4 separate regions of the Mus musculus genome follow, and all the other regions are linked to region 1. Evidence: chromatin contacts called from public ChIA-PET and promoter capture Hi-C data. All regions are on one chromosome and are shown on one strand. Each heading gives the region's core, a stretch centred on a gene start, on an enhancer-like site or on the middle of the called end of the contact. The rest is flanking DNA. Distances are from core to core; before and after follow the strand shown. Region 1 holds the start of Zfpm1 (zinc finger protein, multitype 1). Region 2 holds the start of 2810013P06Rik (RIKEN cDNA 2810013P06 gene). Region 3 holds the start of Cdk10 (cyclin-dependent kinase 10). Region 4 holds the start of Cdh15 (cadherin 15).

Region 1 (2,832 bases), core at 108-2,607:
CCTGTGTGCTTACTCGCTCCTAGAGCAGCCAAGAGGCCCCGCAACCTGGTAGCCCCAAGAGCCCAGGAGGGTCTTACTGTAGGGGGGCACGGATGATGTAGGATTATAGGGTCTGCCTTGCTCGGGAAAGTGCCCACGGGAGAACCTGCGAGAAACTTCACTCGGGAACAACGTTTGAGTGCCTGAGGTCCCTGGATGGTTCAGGATAACCCCTCGGATGGAGGTGGAGAGAGCGGTGCCCATGGGCATCCATTCGTGTAGCGTTGTTAGGGGCAGTTGGTGGGTCGGATCTCCACATGTCCCCCAGCAGGCAGAGGTCGGATCGAAAACTCCAGAGCCGGAGCGGATAAAGGGGGTTTGGTCAGCCAGTGCCAAATGCCTAGGTTGGAGCAGCCTCCACTACCTATTCCGCTGCCTTGTCGCTCTGCAGCCAAAGCGCTGCGGTGGGCGCCGGCCGGTCCCCGCAGTCCCAAGTCCCCCTTACTCCCAGGTCTTTCTCCTTCTGCCTCTAGATACAAAGCCTGGGAGAGTCAAGCACGCCAGATAAGATCACAATTTCAGCCCGTCCCGACAGAGCGATCTTATCAGGATGGGACTTGCAGAATGGAATATTTTAAACTTTATCTGAGCCCAGATCGGGGCCGCCCTATCGCCGCACCATCTCGGATGCGGGGGAGGTGCAGGCTGCGAGGTGGCCCGGCTCTGCTGGAGCCGCGCCCCCAGACACTCTCCTTCCGGCTCTCGGGACCCGCCACCCTCTCTGGGGCCCGGACCCCCTGGGTGCCCATGCTGAGACGCGGGGGCCCTGCCCGCCGGCAGAGATTAGATTACGGCGCGCTTGGCACTCGGCGCGGGGGGCGCGGCGCGGGGTGAAGGTCGCGGGCGCAGCGGGGTTGGGCGGCCGCGCAGGGGCGGCGCGGGGCGGCGGGGCGCCAGCGGGGGTCTGGCGGGCACCACGGGCAAAGTTTGACTCACGCTTGATCTGCCGGGGATTGCTCTGTTTCCTCCTGGACATGTCTCCGGCGCCGCGCGCCCTCGCGGCGGCCGCCTCTAGCCCCTGGCGGGCGGCGGCGGGCGGCAGGGGCGCGGCGGGGTAGCGGGGCGGCTCATGCCCCCGGCCCGCGGGCTCCACGGCTGCCTCGGCCCGCGCCCCCAGCCCGCCGCGCCGCGCGTGGGCCGCCGGCGCCGCCGCGGAGGCCCGAGGCCACGGCCCTGCGCTCGGGCGCGCGGACTGCCCGGCGGGCGGCGGGCTGGTGGCGGCTTCTCTGCTCCGGCGCAGACGCCGCCGCCGCCGCCGCTCAGCTTTTCTCAATGGAACCTGCGAGCCGCGAGCGGCGAACCGGCGGCCGCCGCCAGGGCGCTCCCCGCAGGCTGGCCAGGCGGGCGGGGCCTTCGCGTAGCTGGCGGCGGGCCCCGCCTCTCGCCACGCCCCGGACCGTCCTCCGCGGTAGCGCCTTCCCACCCGTGCTGACCCCGCCCTCAGGCCGTCCTTCCCACTGGCCCCGCCCCAAACTAGCGCTCGTCTTTTCTCTGCTTGCACCGACTTCCGCGTACTCACCCAGCCTGGGCCGGGCCTTCTGTCCTCGCGCTGGCTCCACCCCTCATCTGTGCTCCTCGCGCTGACCCCGCCCTTCAGCCGATTCTTCCCACATTGGTCCCGCCCTTCGGCCGTCCCTCCTCGCGTTGACCCCGCCCCTCAGCCGTCCTCCTCACATTGACCCCCGCTCCTCAGCCGTCCTCCTTTCGTCGACCCTGTCCCTCAGCAACCTTATTACCCTGATCCCGCCTATCAGTTGTCCTCCCCACGTTGTCCCTGCCCCTGCCCCGCCCTCACAGTGACCCTGCTCCTCAGCTACACTCTCTTGTTGACTCCCTTTGCTCGTCCTCCTCACAAGAGCACAGCCTCAGCTGTCCTCAAACTGATCCCGCCCCTTTACTAGTCCTTCCCACGGGCTCCGCCCCTGTATTCCTTGCCACCCTGCTGGCCACGCCCACAACCCGCCCTTCCAGGTGCTGGCTCCGCCCACGTCTCCTCCTTCTTTGCCTTCGCCACGCCTCCGTAGGCCCGCCTTCTCCCTGGCCCCGCCTCTGCTCCGTAGTCCTTCGCACAGGCCTGGTCCTTCCCCGCCCCCAACACAGGCCTTGCCCACGTCTGTCCAATCCTCAGCTTTGTCCTCACCTCCTCCGGGCTGGCCCCTGGGCTGGCCCCAGGTCGCGCCGGCCTTGTCCCGAATTCCCACCCTCGTTTCTAGATAGACCTCTAGCCTTCTTAGTTAGTTGTAGTTTCCTGAGGTTATGTCCGCAGGCCTATTTAGGACTTGGAGACCTGTTCTGCCCCTTGGAGACCTGTGCAGCAGCCCCGCGGCACAGGCCCCTAGCTTGTCTGGCCCTGCCCCTCCGCTCTGGAGCTCCGCCCCCATGGCTTAAGTTGTGCTGCCCCTTGAAGCTGTGCCTTTCAGGGAGCCAGCAGTGGGGTCTGGATGCCCGAGGCCTGGACACTAAATTTTTGCTGGACTTTGAAAGTTGACAGAGACTCTGATCCAGAAGGAAGCTTCAGTATGAGATTTGCAGCTTCCGATGACTGTGGGTAGCCTCAAGTGGTTCAGTCTTATGCCTAATTGGAGGGGAGGGGAGGGAACCTCAGGTTTTTCCTTCTTGAACTCAGACCTGCCCGGAAATCCGGGAGGAGCCAGAGGTCAGCTGGCCTTGTTTAACCGCAGCCGATGCCACAGTGAACATCTGCCAAGGAGGTGTTCCCCCATTCCCCCAGCTTCCTCTGCTGTCACAGCCTAAGGAGGCAGGTTTCCAGTGCCCACGCAGTGTGCTCCAGAC
Region 2 (2,738 bases), core at 163-2,662, 760 kb before region 1:
CACCCAAACCCTCTACAGAACTATTTCCAGGAAGGCCAGGGCTCCACAGAGAAAACTTGTCTCAAACAAACAAACAAAACCCCAAAAGTCAAAAACAAAACAAAACAAAGAAGTATAAATATTGATTTTAGTCACTTAGCTTTTCTGGTTCACAAATACACAGATGCTCTTTAAATAGGACAAGGCTGGAAGTTTGACTACTTAAAACTTTTTTTTTGTAGATTTTTTTCTGTGCAGAAGCGTATTTTTTTTCTGTGTATATGTATGTGTACTAGTGCATGTTTGGGGAGCCCCTAGACAATGTTAGATCTTCTAGAACAGGAGTTACAGATGCCGGGAATCGAACCCAGATCCTCTGGAAGAGCAGCCAGTGAGTGCTTTTGACCGACAGGTCATCTCCCCAGGTCCCATTTACTTTAAAAGATTTATATGTAGTCTATATGTGTGAGTACTCTACTCGGGTGTGAGTTCCTGAAAAGTCAGAAGATGTCAAGTCCTCTGAAGGTGGCTGTGAAGCTGTCTGAGGTGGGTGCCGAGAAGGGCAGCACGTGCTCTTAGCCGCCGAGCCATCTCTCCAGCCCTGGTTACTTGTTATTTTATATTTTATTATATTATGAAATTGGCTTTCACTGTGTAGCCCTAGCTGGCCCGGAACTCAGAGATCCAGCCTGCCTCTGCCTAAGTACCGGGATAAAAAGCCTATACCAACATATCAGACTCGTCACAATTACTTTATGCATTTTTCTGAGACAAAGGTTTCATGGAACTCAAATCTTGAACTCGAAATGTTCACAACAATGTACTCTGAGCTCCGGATACGCCTGTCTCGGTCACTACAGCGCTGGGATTCGAATTTTTAGCTCGTTTGCAAACCAAATCACTACTAACGCAAACCATCATTAAACTTTTTCCGCGTTCTGTAAATTCAAACAATCAGGCACATGACGATGCGACTTTGCTGCCTAGCTCTGAGGTTCGTCAACCTTTTTTTTTGTTGTTGTTGTTGTTTCATGAACCATCGCGGTGAAGTTCTGGAGCCGGGGAAGGGAGGCGGCTGAAGCGCGCGCGGTGTCTAAGGAAACCTCCGGGCAGAGTCTGGAGCTCACCACATCCCGGTTGCTAACGTGGCTCACGGGACTCGGAGCGAAGCGCAGTCCAGGAACACCTCCAGGAAAGAGCCGGATCGCGGGTGGGGGCCGAGGCCGCCTTTCTCCTTCGCGGCCATCATCCCGGCTGCCTTTGCTCCTGCAAGAGCCTCCTGCCGGCTAGAGACACACATTCTCGAAGCTCACACAGGCTCACAGGCGACACACGACCTCGCGTCCGCAGCGCAAGGCCAGCCGGTACAAGCCGGCTCCCACCTTCTGGCTCCTTCGACAACAACCTTGTTTCCAGACCGCGGCCTCATCACTTCCGGCACCGAGTAGGGCCAATCGTCGTGTCCCGTGGCAGGGAGGTCAGCCAATCCAGCGGCTTTCTCCGCCTGGGTCTCCTACGCACGGATGCCAATCATTCCCGGACGTCTCCCTAGCGCCGCCCCGTGCCTGTTACGGAAGCCGTCGGGCCGTCTGAGCCCTTTCACCCCGGCATCGCATTTCCTCTCCGACGTGACGTAAGCGGCCCCTGCCGCTCTGCGGGGCGGGCCAATGGCGGTGGCGGATACGGCGAGCCAATGGGCGGGAGGCTCTCATGCGGCCGGCGCCCGCCGCAGCCACCGCTGGGTCCTGGAGCCAGAGGCCGCCCGCGACAGAGCGCGATGGACCGAGGGCCCCAGCCGGGGAGGCGCCGCGGCGGAGTCCGCGGCCAGACGCCCCCGCAGTAGCGTCCGCGCGAGCGCCGCGGCCCCGCGTGAGCTCCTGCACGCCGAGGGCGGGCTTGCATCCCGCCGGCCCCGCACTCGCCGCAGCCTCCAGCCCGCGCGCCGACGCCGCCTTCCCGCCCGGGCCGCGCGGCCCGGGAAACGCGGCCGCGGGCTGCATGGGCAGCGCCCGCGCCCCGCCGCCGTTCCGCCGCGGAGCCGCGTCGCCCTCGGAGCCGGGTGAGAGGCGCCGGGGACCTGGGGGGTGGTGGTCGGGGAGGGCGTCGGGCGTTCCTGCGGCCTTGCGGCCTGCAGGCCTCCTCCGCTGCCCGCCGCCGCGGGTGCCCCGGGGCGGGCCGTGCGCCGCGAGAGGCCGGTCGGTGGGCCGCGGGGGTCCTGCGAGCGACCATGAGGGGCCGAGGGCGGGCTCCGAGGCCGGCCTCGGGGCGTCCCGGGGGTCGGGCGGCCGAGAGAGGCTAAGGAAGGGCTCCGGGGTGGGCTGTGGCGGCCGTGAGGACCGAGGGCGGGCCTTGAGCGAGGGTCGATGGTGCGTTAGTGGGTCCCGGGACGCTGTGAGGACGACGGCGGGCTCCCGGGAGTCCCTGGGGTCCTCAGTGGCGCGGGGCGCCGACCTCTGACCCTCGGGAGGGGCTCCGTCGCCGGGCTGGTGGTAGTTGTTATTCCCAGCGTCCCTATTATTATCGTGTTTTGAAATGGGAGCAGGCGGCCCTCGGGCTGCGAGCCGAGCCGGAGGGGGCGGGCGAGCCGGGGACCTGGAGCTGCGGGGTGCGGAGGCGCGCAGGCCCGAGTGGGGGCAGGAATGCGGGGCGGCGGGGGGCGTCTGGGGGAGGGGAAGGCGGGACTCGGGGGGGAGAGTGGGAGGAAAGCGGTGTAGGCGACGGCTGCAGGAGCAGCCTTTGGCCTCAAGGAACAATGTGAG
Region 3 (2,927 bases), core at 9-2,508, 940 kb before region 1:
ACCAAATGGCCACAAGCCATGGGCACAAACACCTCTGTGCAGGAGAATCCGGCCTTCAACAGGGAGTGCCAACTTTTCATGTGTGAGGTGCCTTTCTAAGTGCATTAGCTAAGCATTCCTTGGGTACAGAAGGACCAGAGCAAGCTTAGGATTCTATTCCACCAGCCCCCTGCTGGCTTCCCGACTCTTAACTGCCCTGCCCTGGGTTCTGTTACTCTGATACCTGATGGCCCCCACGATCCACTCTGAGCTCCCTCCCTCCCTCCCTCTCCTCGAGGATCCCTGTTCACTTCGAAATTCCATTCACCAGGATTTTGTGCTGCCACCTGAGTGTGGTATACCATTCCTTGTCAGATCTGCCCAAATTTTGGCAACACTTCCTGGTCCAAAACAAATGTCAACTCTTCTACAAACTTCTTACAGAATACTCCTTTTCTCCAAAGTCTCCACTATTTTATATCTCGGCTTATTTCTGAGTCCAGGTCTCACTCTGTAGCCCAGGCTCCCCTCCAAAGTGGAGTGACCATCCTGCCTCAACTCCCTGACTGGGATTACCAGTGTGGACCACCACGCAGGACTCTGACATTTTTGACTTAAGGGACCACTGCACACGTGCATTTTCTCCCCCTTTAAGAACGGCTTTCGCAACCTCGGCTTCCAGTGCAGTGCTCTGAGTTAACTAGTTGTTAAGTGTTGTCTCGTGCCTTGTGCTCTGAGGCTCTTAGTTAATGTGCCTTGGCCTCGCAAAGCATAAACAAGAAGTTAAAAATACGTGGGCTGCGGCAAAACCTCTTCCCACCAAACGTCTACTGGAGCAGAAATCGGAGCCCCTTAAGGTTCACCTTCACATCACACAAAAGAGACAAGACTGTGGGTAACGCCAGGTGAGACCCCCGCGGCTGCAGGTGCCACCGGGAACCTCCCACTCTTCTCGCCCTTGGTCGCTCGTCCTCGGTCCCACCCCGCCCCAGCCTCTGGGCTGCCGATTTCTGCCCACGCCGCGGCAAACTCGGGGACTGCCGTTCCCCCTCCGACGCTGGAACCTCAAACTTGAACGCGACACGGAACGCCCCGGTGCGCTTCAGTCTGGCCCTGCCACTCAGCGCCGCACGAGTGGCACCCCGTCGCACCCTGTGTTCTGGAGGCACGGTGAAGAAACCTTCCTTACGGATACACTTCAATCGGATCTGATCCGACTCCAGGTCCACCTCTGCCATGCCCAAGCCGCTGCCGCCCTCTTCCAGCGCGCAGGCGTAACGCCCCTCGGCGCAGGCGCATGACGTACTTCCGGTTTGTTCTGGACTTGGGGACGGAATCCGCTCGGAGCGCAGAGGCTCTGTTGTCTTTTAGCGTTAGATGCAGACACACTTCTACAAAGCTGCTCAAAGTACCATCTGTAGGCCAGCCTGCAGAAGACTCAGATTGGTTTTGATCAACTGGAGGAAAATGCGTCTCTTCCCTGTTTGCCATTTAAGTGAGACCAATTCCAGCGATCAGCCGTGCTTTCTGCCCTTCCAGACCACCACTGCTGAGAGCTATGCTTTCTGATAGTGGTTGGGTACATTCTCCGAAAGCTGGATGTGTGGGAACCCAGTCATTCCCGAGGCCAACCTCGTCCCCATCACTAGCCCAGGACAAGACGGAAGGAAACCTTGTACAGCCCGGGCAGCGTACACGAGAAAATGAAGATAATTAATGTACTGACCACTGGAGAGCAACTCTAGTCCAAGTGGTTCTTGGAGGTTGCACTCACTCAGCTTTTTTTGTTTGTTTGTTTGTTTTGCCAGGCAATAAGAGTGCCCGGCTGCTGGGATTTGAACCTGGTCCCTTCTGTCTGGAGCTCTGCACCCTTAATCGGTGAGCTAGTGCTGCAAGACTTGCACTTAGCTCTTGTACTGAGTAATGAACTCAGAACACCAATTGGCTCTGATCATCTGTGGAGGGTTTATATAGATTAGGAAGATGAATGTTCCTGCTTCTAAATGGCCAGAGTGCAGGTCCATGTGGGCACTATACTTAGGTTAATGCAAGCAGATTAGTTGGTGTTTGGACACAGTGCCATATGCCTGTAATCATAGCACTCTGGAGACTGAGGCCAGAAGATTCTGAGTTCAAAGCTAGAATGGGGTGCATAGCCTATCTTAAAAGGCTTTCAGTAGTGTGTCAATAAATCATGCCGGGCGTGGTGGCGCACGCCTTTAATCTCAGCACTTGAGAGGCAGAGGCAGGCAGATTTCTGAGTTGGAGGCCAGCCTGGTCTACAAAGTGAGTTCCAGGACAGCTAGGGCTATACAGAGAAACCCTGTCTCGAAAAAAACCAAAAAGAAAAAAAAGTCATAAATAATAATACTGTAAGATTTCTAATGGATTGTTTGCTATCTTACATTTCTTTTTAACTTTGGAATTCAGCTTTCCTCTGGGCACACTGTCACCTGTAATTGCAGCAGTCAAGAGGTTGAGGCTGCATGTTCAAGGCTGGCCTGGGCTATATACTGAGTTCTAATCCAGACTGGATTGGATGTGAGACCCTATCCCTGTTTCAGAACTCCAGCTGGGATTGTAGCTCAGTGGTGGAGCGCCTGCCTAGCATTGGGTCAAGTCCTAGGCTCACTCCTTAGCACTACATACACAAAGTTTTTTTTTTTTTTTTGCTTTTGCTTTTGTTTTTGTTTTTGTTTTTTTGAGACAGGGTTTCTCTGTGTAGCCCTGGCTGTCCTGGAACTCACTTTGTAGACCAGGCTGGTCTTGAACTCAGAAATCTGCCTGCCTCTGCCTCCCGAGTGCTCGGATTAAAGGCGTGTCTCACCACTGCCTGACTACAAAGCAATTTTAAAGTTAGTGGCTTGCAGACAGTTCCATTAGGCTCCAGCAACAGCAACAGCAACCTAGCAACAGCTTATGTCATCATCTGCCATCATGTGAGAGCC
Region 4 (2,909 bases), core at 359-2,858, 570 kb before region 1:
GTAGGAAAAGTTCCCCAGGCACTGGAGCTAATTTGAGTGCTGCTGTGAAGTAAGTGCAGGAGGCCAGGCCTCGGGGCGGGGCGGGTCCTTGCCCCCACCTGACTGCCGGGGCCTCCAGATGCCTGGGGGGGGGGCAGTTGCCCTAGTGCAACAGAGAGGGGGGGCTTGGTGATGGAGGGGGAGAAGAATGCTACCCAACACTACCCACCCTCCAGCCTTGGGGGTGCTGTTACTGTAGCCAGTGGGGAGCAAATCCCAGCCCAGGGTATGGAGGGGGCTCTGATGGGTCAGGGCGTTATGCACAAGACTGGGGTTCTGTGTTGGGTCTTAACTAGCCTAGCAGATGTGCCCAGGTAAGGGAATGTGGGCCCCCAAAGCTGGGGTGTTGCTGGTTGGAAGTGTAGGGCTGATGACCCAGGGCCAGCTGCAAGGGGGGCTCTCTGGCCAGGCTCCTGTCAGCTGCCGAGAACTGAAACTTGAGTAGAGTTGCAAGGCTTTGTGGGAATTTGAGGGAACCAAGGAAGTCCTGAAGTGTGTTCCCGGAAGGGACGGACCCCCCACCACACACCCATGCAATGCTGGTTGACCTCTCTCCACACACAGCAATTCTTTGTGCTCGCCACCTGTTGCCTCTGGGCGCAGAGGCTGGCCACAGCCTCAGTGCACATCTCTGTGGAAAGGGACCCTGGCAGGGACCACAGAATCCACATTCCCGTTCTGGCCAGTCCAGGACCATTCAGCAGCCAGTCTGAGGACTGCCAACAGCAGGAAAAACTGGGGACCTGGGCTTTACCCATCCTTCTTTGTGCCATGTTAAGAAGACAGGGTACCAGAGACTGACTGATCTGGGGACCACAGATCACTCCATCTCCAGGCGGATCCAGGCACAGCCGCTGGCCCGGTCAGGTCAAAGGCAGTGTGAACTGAGAGTGTGTTGGGCTACTCTGGCCTGGAGTTATTTTCTCTGGATTCTTAGGTCCTGTAGGGAAGCGTTGCAGCTCCTCTAGGACCACTGGGTAGAGACTCAGGCACCACCAAGACCAACCAGGGGCATAAGTGTTACAGACACTGTGGCTTTCTGCCCCTTCTCTCTGCCTCGTGCTCTGGAATAGAAAGACCTCTCAAGACTGGCCACCCTTAGGCTCTGGGAGGCTCCAGGGAGCACCTGTGATATGCTTCCAGACTGAAGGGACAGCCCAATGGCTGTTCCCGTGCCTCAGAGATGCTTCCAGTCCTGAACCATTTTGCTCACTGATGTGCAGGTCAGTCGCCCTCCCTCTGGAAGCCCCTAAACACAGGACACCCCTTCCTACAATGCTTCAGAGAGTGCGGCCCACCCTGGACACTGCAGGCCGCAGCTCTCAGGTTCCCCCAAAGACACTCCAGGCCAGTGGTCCCAGGAAAGCTATCCCAAAGCTAGAGGAAGGGATGCCACAGGGCTTACAAGCTTACCTGGGCAAGCAGCCCGAGGGCGAGGAGCAGAGCAGAACCCATTGAGGCAGTGGCGGAAGAGCCGAGGACAAGTGGCCGACTGGGCGGCCGGTGGAACGGGCGGTGGTGCTTCTTCTACCCCCACGCTGAGAGCATTGGGCTGAGTGACAGCGCAAGTGCTTGGGGAGCAGGCCAAGGGACTGCACGTGTGTGGTGGGGCGGGGCCAGGGCGGGGTCTGGGCAGGGCTAGGGCTGAGTGACTGCATGGGGGGCAGAGTCATGGGCGGGATCAGAGATGAGTGACAGCACATGTAGGTGGGCCTGGACAGCCACAAGAGTGTAGTGTGAAAGATGCAAGGCAGAGCCAGAGCAAAGTGATGGGGGGGGGGGGGCGATCTGAGTGACAGCATATGTGATCAGTGCCTGAGGGAGGCTCTGTAAAGTTTTGAGGTCAGCACATGTGTTGTAGGGGGCTCCTGGACTGAGTGACAGCATGTAGGGGGGCGGGGAGTGGACATTGGGGAAGAACTCAGCATGCCGTAGGCTGGGACTGAGGCCTGTGGCAGCTGTCCAGAGAGACCCAAGCTTGTAGAAGAATGGAGGGAGCCAAGCACAGTAGCCCATACCTTTAATATTAATCCAGAGGCAGGCAGATCCCTATGAGTTAGAGGCCAGATTGCTCTACATAGTGAGTTCTAGGCCAGCCCAGACAATGTAGAAAAACTGTCTCAAAAAACAAAAAGCAAAACCAAAAAACCCCAAAGTGGCCCCTAACCCAGAGGAAGGAGCAGGAGGATTGGGGGTCACGTTTGGATTGCCTGTTCAGGTTTGCTCTTCCAGAACACATCAGAGGCTCCTGAAGGCTGAGTGAAGGGCAAGAAAGACTGGCATGTGGCTTATTCTTAAGGGGTTCAGGCCCAGGTCTCACCCCACGGGCCACTCTGCCTTTGGCCAGAGCTCCTTTGCCTACCCCCTGCATCTCCCGCCACACCACATGTATGCAGCAGTCACCATGATTTTGTGGGATATCTTCTTTGCTGATAGCTTCTGGATGGCCCTCGCTGACATCAGCCGGCCATGGGCGTGATCCTTCTGGCTTGCACTGAAGAAGGCAGGAGACGTTACTGGATCCAAGGCCCAAGACAGGCACGAAGGGAGGGTGCCTGGTCCCTGCTGGTCCACTCCACTGTCCTGGACAGATCCCGCGGGCATTGGTAGAGACTTGGTTGATTTACATACATGACTGAGGTCCCAGTCCCTGACTAGAAAGGCTGCACCAGGCTTGTGCCCATGTTTCCTGAACCCCGTCAGCTTAGCCAGAGTTCCCAGCCCCTTCCCCAGGCAGTGTGTGGCCCAGTGGCCAGGGACTCCAGGCTGGTTGGGCTTTCCCTCCTCACTCTCTCCCTCAGGCCTCCATTGGTCCAGTGGCTTTAAACTACCCACAAGCTAGAGGCTTTCCAACTTGCCTGCGCTCACAC

The links. Promoter capture Hi-C pulls out the DNA fragments that hold promoters and counts their contacts. ChIA-PET counts read pairs in DNA pulled down with a chosen protein or histone mark.
Region 2: a contact with region 1 is called in an RNA polymerase II ChIA-PET map of memory CD8 T cells, with 32 read pairs. The contact joins the promoter of 2810013P06Rik here to the promoter of Zfpm1 in region 1. A contact is called at or near these places in 3 of 39 promoter capture datasets (fetal liver, liver and pre-B cells), 1 of 484 Hi-C or Micro-C datasets (regulatory T cells), 2 of 115 datasets of contacts at active chromatin or transcription factors (memory CD8 T cells and pancreatic cancer cells) and 1 of 9 other capture datasets (liver).
Region 3: a contact with region 1 is called in a promoter capture Hi-C map of pre-B cells, with 6 times the contacts expected there. The contact joins the promoter of Cdk10 here to the promoter of Zfpm1 in region 1. A contact is called at or near these places in 4 of 39 promoter capture datasets (the C10 cell line, embryonic stem cells, liver and 1 more), 3 of 484 Hi-C or Micro-C datasets (B cells, CD4 T cells and embryonic stem cells), 7 of 115 datasets of contacts at active chromatin or transcription factors (T-cell acute lymphoblastic leukemia, embryonic stem cells, large pre-B cells and 4 more) and 2 of 9 other capture datasets (adipose tissue and embryonic stem cells).
Region 4: a contact with region 1 is called in a promoter capture Hi-C map of stem cell-derived epiblast-like cells, with 6 times the contacts expected there. The contact joins the promoter of Cdh15 here to the promoter of Zfpm1 in region 1. A contact is called at or near these places in 3 of 39 promoter capture datasets (embryonic stem cells, pre-B cells and stem cell-derived epiblast-like cells), 1 of 15 datasets of contacts at CTCF or cohesin (embryonic stem cells), 7 of 484 Hi-C or Micro-C datasets (B cells, the G1E-ER4 cell line, cerebellum and 1 more), 3 of 115 datasets of contacts at active chromatin or transcription factors (T-cell acute lymphoblastic leukemia, embryonic stem cells and pancreatic cancer cells) and 1 of 9 other capture datasets (macrophages).

The regions. Positions count from the first base shown.
Region 1 is chr8:122,280,666-122,283,497 of GRCm38.p6, reverse strand. It overlaps Zfpm1 (zinc finger protein, multitype 1), which reads right to left and starts at 1,357. Exons shown (of 10, transcript NM_009569.4): 1 at 976-1,357. The coding sequence starts at 1,015. The region is part of intron 1 of Gm39269 (a long non-coding RNA gene); the gene reads left to right. RefSeq lists an enhancer at 500-743.
Region 2 is chr8:123,041,249-123,043,986 of GRCm38.p6, reverse strand. It overlaps 2810013P06Rik (RIKEN cDNA 2810013P06 gene), which reads right to left and starts at 1,412. Exons shown (of 1, transcript NR_045268.1): 1 at 1-1,412. Ankrd11 (ankyrin repeat domain 11) reads left to right here and starts at 1,703. Exons shown (of 13, transcript NM_001081379.2): 1 at 1,703-2,038.
Region 3 is chr8:123,223,172-123,226,098 of GRCm38.p6, reverse strand. Cdk10 (cyclin-dependent kinase 10) reads right to left here and starts at 1,258. Exons shown (of 13, transcript NM_194446.2): 1 at 1,131-1,258. The coding sequence starts at 1,217.
Region 4 is chr8:122,847,073-122,849,981 of GRCm38.p6, reverse strand. Cdh15 (cadherin 15) reads right to left here and starts at 1,608. Exons shown (of 14, transcript NM_007662.2): 1 at 1,453-1,608. The coding sequence starts at 1,494.